2 separate regions of the Gasterosteus aculeatus genome follow, and region 1 is linked to region 2. Evidence: chromatin contacts called from public Hi-C data. All regions are on one chromosome and are shown on one strand. The core of a region is the stretch at or near the end of the contact, and the rest is flanking DNA. Distances in the headings are between cores, read along the strand shown. Region 1 overlaps diaph2 (diaphanous-related formin 2). Region 2 holds the start of pcdh19 (protocadherin 19).

Region 1 (4,601 bases), core at 212-2,711, 450 kb before region 2:
TTGCTGTGACAGAGGATGGGTTTTCGTGGGAAGGATTAAGTCAACTCTGGCTCCCCCGGGGGGGGTGACGACAAAAAAAAGTTACTTTTCCATCACCATCCGTAGTCTTTTTCATTTGCTTTTCATCTTTTCATTCTTTCGGTCTTCGCTACCTTTCTTTCTATCCTTCCCTCCTTCTCCCCTCACTCATCTTCTCTCTATACAGCATATGTCTTTTCAAAGGCAGAAACAATCATTCCTCTTCAATCAGAAGGGGGGAGCTGGATCTCGTTATTTTGAAGGGAACATGAAAGGCTGAAGTGGTCACAGTATGCTGATATTGGATTGAACAGTGGCTGTGGCGGGGCTTTATAGTCTCTCTGTATTTGTGTTGGTGCGTGCACATGCTTGTATGTCCGTGCTTGTGGTAAGTAGTACCCCCCCACCCCAATGCAGTTCCAATAGCCTATGATAAAACGGCATGGATTTAGATATTGCACAGGAAAGACTGTGATGGAGTGCTTTAAGCGAGGAGGGAGGGGAAGAAAAGATTCTTCGTTCTTTCTGTTGATTGCATATTCTGGTACAACGGTACGTACTGTATGCACAGCCCCACAGCAGTGACGGAGCTTGTGAACACTGGCTACGCTCTCGGTTGTACGTCTCTCCCCCACAGCTCTGCCACACACCCAACGGCACCAGTCGGCATGCTCAGCTCGGCAGGAGGCTCCTGCAGGACGGCATTAGGCTCCGTAAACTTTATAGCATATTTTTACTACCCGCCTCTCTGTATGCAGCCGCCATCACATCCCATCGCATCTGCTTTAACTGTTCACACAGCTGTGAAATTCTGTGTACCCCCATGTTTTATGGCCGTCCCCCCCCCCCACCCCTCCTCCCGTCACTCCCCAATGTCTTTATTTGCTCCTTTTAGCTTTTTTGATATCGTCTCTACATCTGTGTATATTTAGTAAGTTATTTGCCGTGGTTGATGGAGTTGTCTGCTTTTTTCTCGATGTTATCGCGGGGAGTGCTTGCATTGGCTGATGTGACGATGCACTTGTGTTCGTAACCTTGCCAGGCTCTGTCATATTGTCCATTTCTAATCGTTCCGGAGTCAGACTCTGCACCGGCAAAACCGTGCACTTGCATTCCAATTGTTGTGCAGCACGCGCATACCGACATGCACGCGGGACTCGAGGACGGAGAAGGACAAAGAGGGGCAGCTGTTGGTGTTTGACCGGGACACATGGTCAAAGTAAGTGGAAACCAAAGTTGTTGTAGCTGTCGGGTTAGGACACCGTCCCATTGATTGGCTGTTTATAACGGCCCCCCCCGCCCTACTCTTGCAGTAAGCCCACCAGACCCCGTGGGAGCGTCTTTACTGCTCAGACAACTAGTCCACTCAGCACAACACTGACTAACAAGGTATAGTGTCTGCCTCTCGGCACCAGTGTTTTCATATCACTGTCATACTTGGATGCACAAGAGTAAAGCCACATAATCTCCTCATCAACAGCCAGGTTTCCCACGTTCCCCAGACAGCCCTGTGTTGTAATGATTGGTGACACGATCAAGGCCAGATCACTTGCTGTGTTATTGTCTGGCTTGCAGTTCCTTTTTCTAAGGGTGCTCAGGAGAGATGGGCCACAGTTTTCAAATGTCAGCCTTCAAGCATTAGCTCTTCATTTTTTTTTTTTTTTTTTGCAGTTTACCAGCACGCAGAAGGTTGATTGGCCTTCTTCTTGAGAGAAAGACGGAAAGAATGACCGAATGCACGAGTGCTCGACTGCATAGACTCGGAGGGGGGGGCACAAGGACTTGCGTTAATCTTTCTTTTTGCAACACGCACTTTTCATCGCTTTTTCATTTGCAGCTTTGTGAGGGACGACGGACGGTATTGGGTAGGTCTCCTGGGATGTTTCACAGCGGCGCTGATGCCTTCGGACCTCGGGTGCGTTGGGCTCGATGAGGCCGCCTCGTTCTCGACGCGCAGACACAGGAGCTGCTTATGCGCGGTCATCTTCCGCCTCCACTCCGACAGATGCGGGGAACAGCTGCGGCAGCTCTGCAGCCAGTGTTGTAGTACTGACGGCGAGCACTTGGTGGCAGTGGCTGCCCGTTGAATTAGCCCGTCGTTGCAGTGCTGGCGGGGCGGAGGGGGGTGGGGTAGAAAAGCCACACTGTTGCTACGGAATTGACCTGATGGGTTTCTGTGAGCCCACGCAACACGACGTTGTGTGTGCCACTAATGCCGTTTGTTAGACGTCTGATCTTTAATGCCGGAGAATAAGTATGAAACAGCTCAGCGGCATTCAAATTGGTCCGTGTTCTGTGATCGATACTTTCAACCGCCCACTTTAGACAGAGTGTGGAAAAAGACAGAGGACAGATTCGTCAATATTATCTTTTCCTTTAGAAAAAACTCAGAAGCGAGACCGCCTCTGACGTGGCGGAAGACAGCCGACCTCCGCCGGTCCACTCCGGCTTCTTTCCTTTTTAATTTTTCACACGATGGATCGCGGCCCCCGAGGAAGCAGATCTTCCTTTGCTTGATATCGACAGGGCCTGCTGTATTGACCGCTCTTTTATGCAGTCATACCTGAATTATTTACTAGACCGGTTCCCCTTCACACACACACACACACACACACACACACACACGCACACTAATAAACAGATGCTGTCCCACACCAACAACACATCAGTGATGCTTTCAGAACCACGCCATTGATATCACTGCCTTTCCCTTCTGGTTCCCTCTTAAATATTATGCCAGCTGACTGACACCACATCTCTGTCTCACTCGTTTTCTTTTTGTGCATCGCATTCGTCCGCGGTGGTTTTCCCTTTAGAAATATGAATTTCAAATCTCTTTTCTGACCCCACCTCTCCACGGGAGCTTCTTCTGCTTATCGACACGCTGAGCTCTTGACATGACACAGATTCTTGGCCACATCTGCTGAAACACGCTCTCGGTCGAGTGTTGCTTTGATTTATGACCCCCTTGTTTTTTTTGTTTTTTTTAGCATAGACACCGTGACCGAGAGCGGCACGTCTTTGCCCCCCCCCGCATATGCTCTGCGTACTATTTCCACTTCCTCCACCTTGTGTTTTGGCTCAGGTGCCCTCAGTAACATCAATTTTTAATGCACAGCCATATGGTGGTCTTGTTTTTTTCTTTAGTTATTATGCCAAAAGAATACGGTACAATAAAGAGAAGAAAATGTAACAACCCCTGCTCATATTTTCACATATGTTGTAAAGGCTTTTCGGCTCCATCAAATAGTGGTCAGATTGTATCAGCCACTTCTTTAGAATGGAGACAATTTGTAGATATTGGCCAGAGGTTGATTTGATGTCAGGCGTAAAGTGTTAGACTCAGCGTGAGAGAGGTGACATCCAATCACGTTCAAATGGCTGCTGACCTCTCCCTTTATCTCCTGAGTGGTCTTGCGAGATGATCTTTTTAATGCTGATTGACTCAATATTTTCCTCACAGTTGAGATTCCGGTCTTGAATCAAAAAATGGTTTGTCATTGCCGGAAAAAAAACAAAACACACACATACACACAGGGCCTCACAATGCAGACCTGTGATGTGTATAATTACTCAGTCATTTTATAAGACAAGCAGCAAATCCAGAGTCATGTGTGAGGTGTTTTTTCCTCTTACTCCTGTCACGATTTCCCATGTTAGCTTTCAGCTGGCTGTCTGCGCTGCCGACGGGTGTTGTTTGCTAGATTGTTTGTGTGTCACCTCGCGTGTCTGCGAGCGAGGAGGAGAAATTTTCTACCACAAAAGAATGAAATTGAGAGGGGGAAAAAAAAAAGTTCCTTCCAAGCCCTGCAAGTAAGAACAAAAGAGAAGAAAAAAATCTTGATGTTATTATGCCGGCGTTCTGAGCTTCTGATATAAATGAACTGAGGGTTCTAAAATTGTCATTTGAATTATGCCTTTCATCTCCCCATGGTTTTTAGTGAAGCAGTTCAGCCCAAGTCTCTGGTGGATGTTTTTTTTTTTTTTCTCCCCGTGTTTGCATTCCTGAACAAGCGCCGTAACTGTAATGAATTCTATTATTTTAAAACCAATTACTGTTAGTTGGAAGCCTTTCCCGCTCGTCGTCGCGCTCTCTGAGGAATAGCGCTGTTGCCGCGCCGACTGCGCTCCGACCTGACGGTGTTTCTTCCAGTTTCTCTACCCAGCCATGCTAATGTAGCTTTCCGGTGGTGCCATGCAGCACCTCCTTCACACACAGCATGGCTGTTCACAAGAGACAGAATTTAAGGAATCTCAGCACTTAAGGAATTTTTTGAGGAATGATTTTAGTTGAACAGCATTTTGTGTAATTTAATAATCTAGAATGTTGGAAAAGGAATCTAGAGGAATAGCAGCATAAGTGGCCCCATAATTTTCTGTGGCAGGGTTAGATAAGGACTTCATTTATTGTTACGTTACATTTTTGGTTTCAAAGAAGGGATTTGTTTCACACTACGTTTTTATCAAAGAAAATCAATTTTCATCACAGTCAGTAAATGTCAAATGAGACAAAAATAGTCCAATTGTTTTGTAGAATATGACACGAGACATCTCAGAATCTAATTTTCAAGTTGACTTTTAAT
Region 2 (4,728 bases), core at 126-2,625:
TAGGCAAACGATATCATGGCGTTAAAAGCTATAATTGTAAAAAGCCTATTTGACTCTTCTCGGGCAGAGCACATCCTCCGGTCTACTGCAGCGGGCGAAACATTGGGGACGACAGATCTGTGAAAACATGCTGAATCTCTTCTCACAACAGTGATCTAACCGTGTAAATCCGCGCAGCTCTCCTCAAGCGGCAAACCGGTCCTACACATGACTCATATGACAAACTGTCCATTTTCAAGTGGGCTGAAAGAAGGGGAAATAATTGGAGTGCATATATGGGAAATTCTTGTGAGCAAGTCCACAAAAATGTTCAATCTTCCGTGAGGATGAACGAGTCGGGGTCAAAAGTCCGTGTTAAATGATCCGCCCTGATGCCAGGAAATACTTAAGTCGCATTTTGGATAAACATATTGCTTTGAATGCGTGAGCTAATTCAAGCAGTGATAAAATGTCCTTTTCGGATTTCTGCTCTCCAACTACACATCGGACGTGAAAAAAAAAGCGAGCTCAAAGGATCAGCAGTCACAAAACGATTCAACAACTCCAGTCCGGATATCTGTTTCTAAAGAACGGGTGCGATTCATCACATCACTGAAGTCCCGATTACCTTTTTTTTTATTTCCAGAAGATTTTGTCTTTCATCCCCGCCGCAAGTCTTCCAGCTTTTACTTAATTTCCTTTGAAAAGGTTGCACGTATCCCGATAATTAGTCCATGCCACATACACAAAAAAAAAAGAAAAAGAAAAACGTTTGAGCCAAAAAGCCAGTTGTGCATCAACGATGAAAAGAGCCTACTGTATATGCAACACGCATTTCATGTTGGTCAGCAACAAAGCAGGACGCACAGTAGCCCCGTATCCAGCCTGGTTGGAGGCAGAAAGAAAAAACCCCGCAAACAAACAAATACAAAATAAATAAATAAAAAAAAACACCACTCTTTGCCAGTAGGCTGTGTTTGGTTGACTCGGAACAAGCGCTCCGCTCGCTTCGCTGGTGCACACTGGCGGCCGCGCAGCTCCGAGCCGAGCGCTCAGTCTCAGGACCTGCAATCCCCTCAGCCAATCAGGGGTTACACGGGAGGGCTGCGAGCTGCTGGTGGGCGGGGCGAAGCGCGCCAGCGGAAAACACGGCCAACTACCTGTTCTCCTCCTGCAGAGGGGCGATGCGATGGGCAAATCGCGGCGTACAAGTTGAGACACGACGCGAAGTGTGTTAGATGATCGAGAGAGCGGCGGTTCCGAAAGAAAAGTCCAGGGCGGGTATGGGGGAGGGGTAGTGGGGAGGTCTTTGAGGCGGTGTCATCGGTGCTCCGGGAAGAAGTGGAAGAAGAAAAGAGCCACGCGCTAATTTCTCCCAGTGGAGGCGCAGGGGAGATGCTAAGGATAACTTTTCACGGATGTGTCCTTGTGTTCTCTTACCAATGGGCACTTATTTGTACCGAGTCTCAATGGGGGACCCCGGAGGTTATTTCGATGGATCGGAGTTTTTTACCCTCAGTTTGAATCTCTGTACCAAAGCAGATGTTATTGCTGAAGAAACAACTGTCATTCCCTGCTTTTTTTCTATTGAATATTTACAGTTGCAACTGTGCGCATTATGTTGCACTATGCGTCTGAACGTACAGGCCACACCATGCTCCACCTCACTAAGATACATTCATTATAGATTATGGATTCCATGTAGTAGCATGAGGATGTCTATCCATCAGTGAGATCATTGCACACACTTTTGTCATAAGACTTATTAGCCTGAAGCGTCCTTATCAAACAAACCCCGCCGGGACGCACAGAGTTAAATATGTTATCCTTTAATAGTCTGTTTCACACCTGGATTTCACATTCACATACGTATAGATGAACAGCGGACAAGCCGAGTAGGAAGAAGGTTCAATAACAGAGATGATATTGCCTCCTATGAAAAAGAATTCGCTGTTAATTAGTTGGTTGGATCGTGCGTGTTTGTCAGAGTCCCCACGTAGAAAGGTTAATAATGAGGCGTCTGGACGTTGGCCTCTCTGGCCCGCCGCTAATCATGATAAGAAAACAAAACAACAAATCGATCATTAGCTACTCCGCGTGGCTCCCCAATTATCTCCACGTAACTCCGTCATATTGACGCTTAAAGAGACGCCCCGCTGACACGTGACAGCTGACCACTAAAAACAACTCTACCAAAGGGAAGCGGGGGGGAAAAGGAGGGGGGATATAAAATTCCTCTTGTTGCGCCACACATCCTTGAGATGCAAGCCACACTCGTTCACAGCCGGCCCCCCTTTTGCACACGCAAAGCACGCACGCAACGCACGCGCTCCTCCCATGCGGAGACGGGCTGCTCGCGGAGGAGCCGCCGTCACACACTTCCGAGGAAAGGCCGATTTCAAAGTCACAAGGGTGACACCTAGCGGCCGCAGCCGCAGCTCCGTTATTCCAACCTGTTCCTTTTTTATTTTATTTTTTTACAACCCCCACCCCCCCCAGACTGTTTCACCCCAATGCAGAACCACCGCAAGCCACACGAATAACAATGAAGCACATTGGCAAATCAATTTCCTCTTTATATTGGAATTTAAAGTCTGCCGTTTGACCACAATTAATATGCTGTCCAAAAGGTGAATTAGCTCTGAGCCATATACAATCATTGTTAATCAATAAAGAGGGATTGAACTGTGTATCATTAGGGGAATGAGGTCATTGTTGCGCAATATGTACAACTTAACAATTTACGTTTATATTTATGACACACACTTAAACTGTGTCAGTAAATTAAAGACTCGAGGATGAAAACTAGCAGCTTCACTGGACCTATTGCAGAGCACGAGAGGAACATGAAACCGCTTATGAAATTCACATTATATGACCATCTGTGTTCCTATATACTACAAGTTACACACAAGTAAAGGAAAGTCCACAATCACTCACCACCTGCATGAATAATTCTGTTATAGTGTACAATAAAAAAAAGGAGGTAATCTCGTATCATCATCATGCAATCTCCTAAAAGAAGCAGCGCTAAACGCCTCGGACGGGATATCCTTTCAGTGTAAATATAGTTTCCTGCTCTTGCATAAGGCAATCCCATCTCGACAAACAAGCCTAGTGTCAACAAAGCAACTTGTTTGCTCTTCCACAACACTTTTCAATACGTGTTGCAGTGGCATAAGGAGAGCGCCTGAAGACTCTTTAAGCTCATACATTCTTAATGTCACAGAGTTAAACAACCGTAGGCGCCGGCTGGGGACTTCCTCTTCCTCAGGGCTTTCTGATGGCTGTATGTACAACTTAGTGCATGGAACGTTTTGTATTTCTATCAGTCTGCAATGATGTTACAGTGGCTTGCAGTGGCCTCTCGATTCTAAGCCGAACAGGTACTAACGGGTAACAGTACCCAAGTCAAGACTAGACCGCTTGTGAGCAACTAATAAATAAGGCTTTTGTAATTGTACTTTGTGTCTGTAATGTAATCATGTGATTGATATTATCTTGCCAGAGAATTGGTACATCTCTGGAGGTTTAACCCTCGGCCTTCTTTGTTTTGCTACAGCGACACTTAAGAATAACGCAGCTTTTTCTTTATAGCGCCGTAATTTAGCCACAACGTATTTCTTTCTCTGAAAAGACTGGTGGCATATTTAATTCATGAGTTACAATCTAGCTCTCCCTTTCTGCTGTCAACGTTCCTTTGGCTCTTTTATTGATGTTCAAATTCCTCTTCCAACAATTTTTGTTGGTCGCTGGAAGAAATCAGGGAAAGTGATGATGGGAAGGTAATGTGTTCACTTTTCATGCTATTGAGGTTCCGGAGCGGACTCCTGTTTGTCACCTTCCTACAGTTCATTAACCAATATAGCTGTTCCCAAAGAATACCTAAATACATTTTCTATCAAACTGTTTGTTACATATCAACTCATCAAATGGATGAATAATTGAAAGTCCAAACTTGGGGTGGTGTGTGATGCTTATTGTCTATCAACATGTTAATAATCTTAGAACCAAGTGCTTCACATATTGTGAATATACCAATATTTTAATGCATATCCAAATATAAATGAAGCACTGTACTGTCTTTCTTCCCCAACCTAAACACAGGATGCATAAAGTGAGGCTATTTAAATCCATGGGATTTTCACACTCTTGCATTGGTTTTGGAGCATATTTTTTGAAGGATTTGTGGGGGAAACTTGAACCATTGCAGTTGAAAGTACACAGAGAATGACTGATTTTATTTCATATCAGGGTTTTTTTCTTCTCTACTGCCAAGGAACCGCACACGTCTGTAGTCTGTCCCTGCTGCTTGCTTGGAAAGGAATATCTAAGCCCCTCTGACAGATGCTGGCATTATCACCCCCATGTCCTGCCTGGCACTGGAACTCGGCCCGCGCACAAACACGGACTTAGAAGAGCTAGCTGAAGACGGCAGAGACAGACAGCGGCGCATCGATTCCGAATAAGCAAAATCGCCACACTTATTTTGGATGGAGCCGAAGATGACGTTATTATTATGGTCCTCATCCCATACAGCTTCAGAAAAAAATGGATTTCTGCTGAGCACGCCTTGCCAGAGGCAAAAAAAAGGAAGGGGAACTGACAGGCTTAATCTATAGGCCTCTCGTCAATGACGATACGCCCTCAACTCCATTCCACACTGGGCCTGTCCATGATACATCAATTAGTATCAACTCTCACAGTCCATCTGAGGTTGCTCGGAGTCCCCTGGGCTCACCAGCATCA

The links. Hi-C and Micro-C count contacts between places; a contact is called where the count stands out from the background.
Region 1: a Hi-C map of whole body shows a contact between it and region 2, with 3 times the contacts expected there. The contact joins the enhancer-like site here to the promoter of pcdh19 in region 2. A contact is called at or near these places in 2 of 6 Hi-C or Micro-C datasets (skeletal muscle and whole body).

What each region holds. Positions count from the first base shown.
Region 1 is chr4:7,336,836-7,341,436 of fGasAcu3.hap1.1, reverse strand. The region is part of intron 6 of diaph2 (diaphanous-related formin 2); the gene reads left to right. Among protein-coding and RNA genes, the nearest start is that of diaph2, 32 kb to the left of the region's middle. Within about 2 kb of position 1,461, at least 1 of the 9 cell types and tissues checked has open chromatin away from gene starts, as enhancers often do.
Region 2 is chr4:6,891,312-6,896,039 of fGasAcu3.hap1.1, reverse strand. It overlaps pcdh19 (protocadherin 19), which reads right to left and starts at 1,375. Exons shown (of 5, transcript XM_040173616.2): 1 at 1-1,375.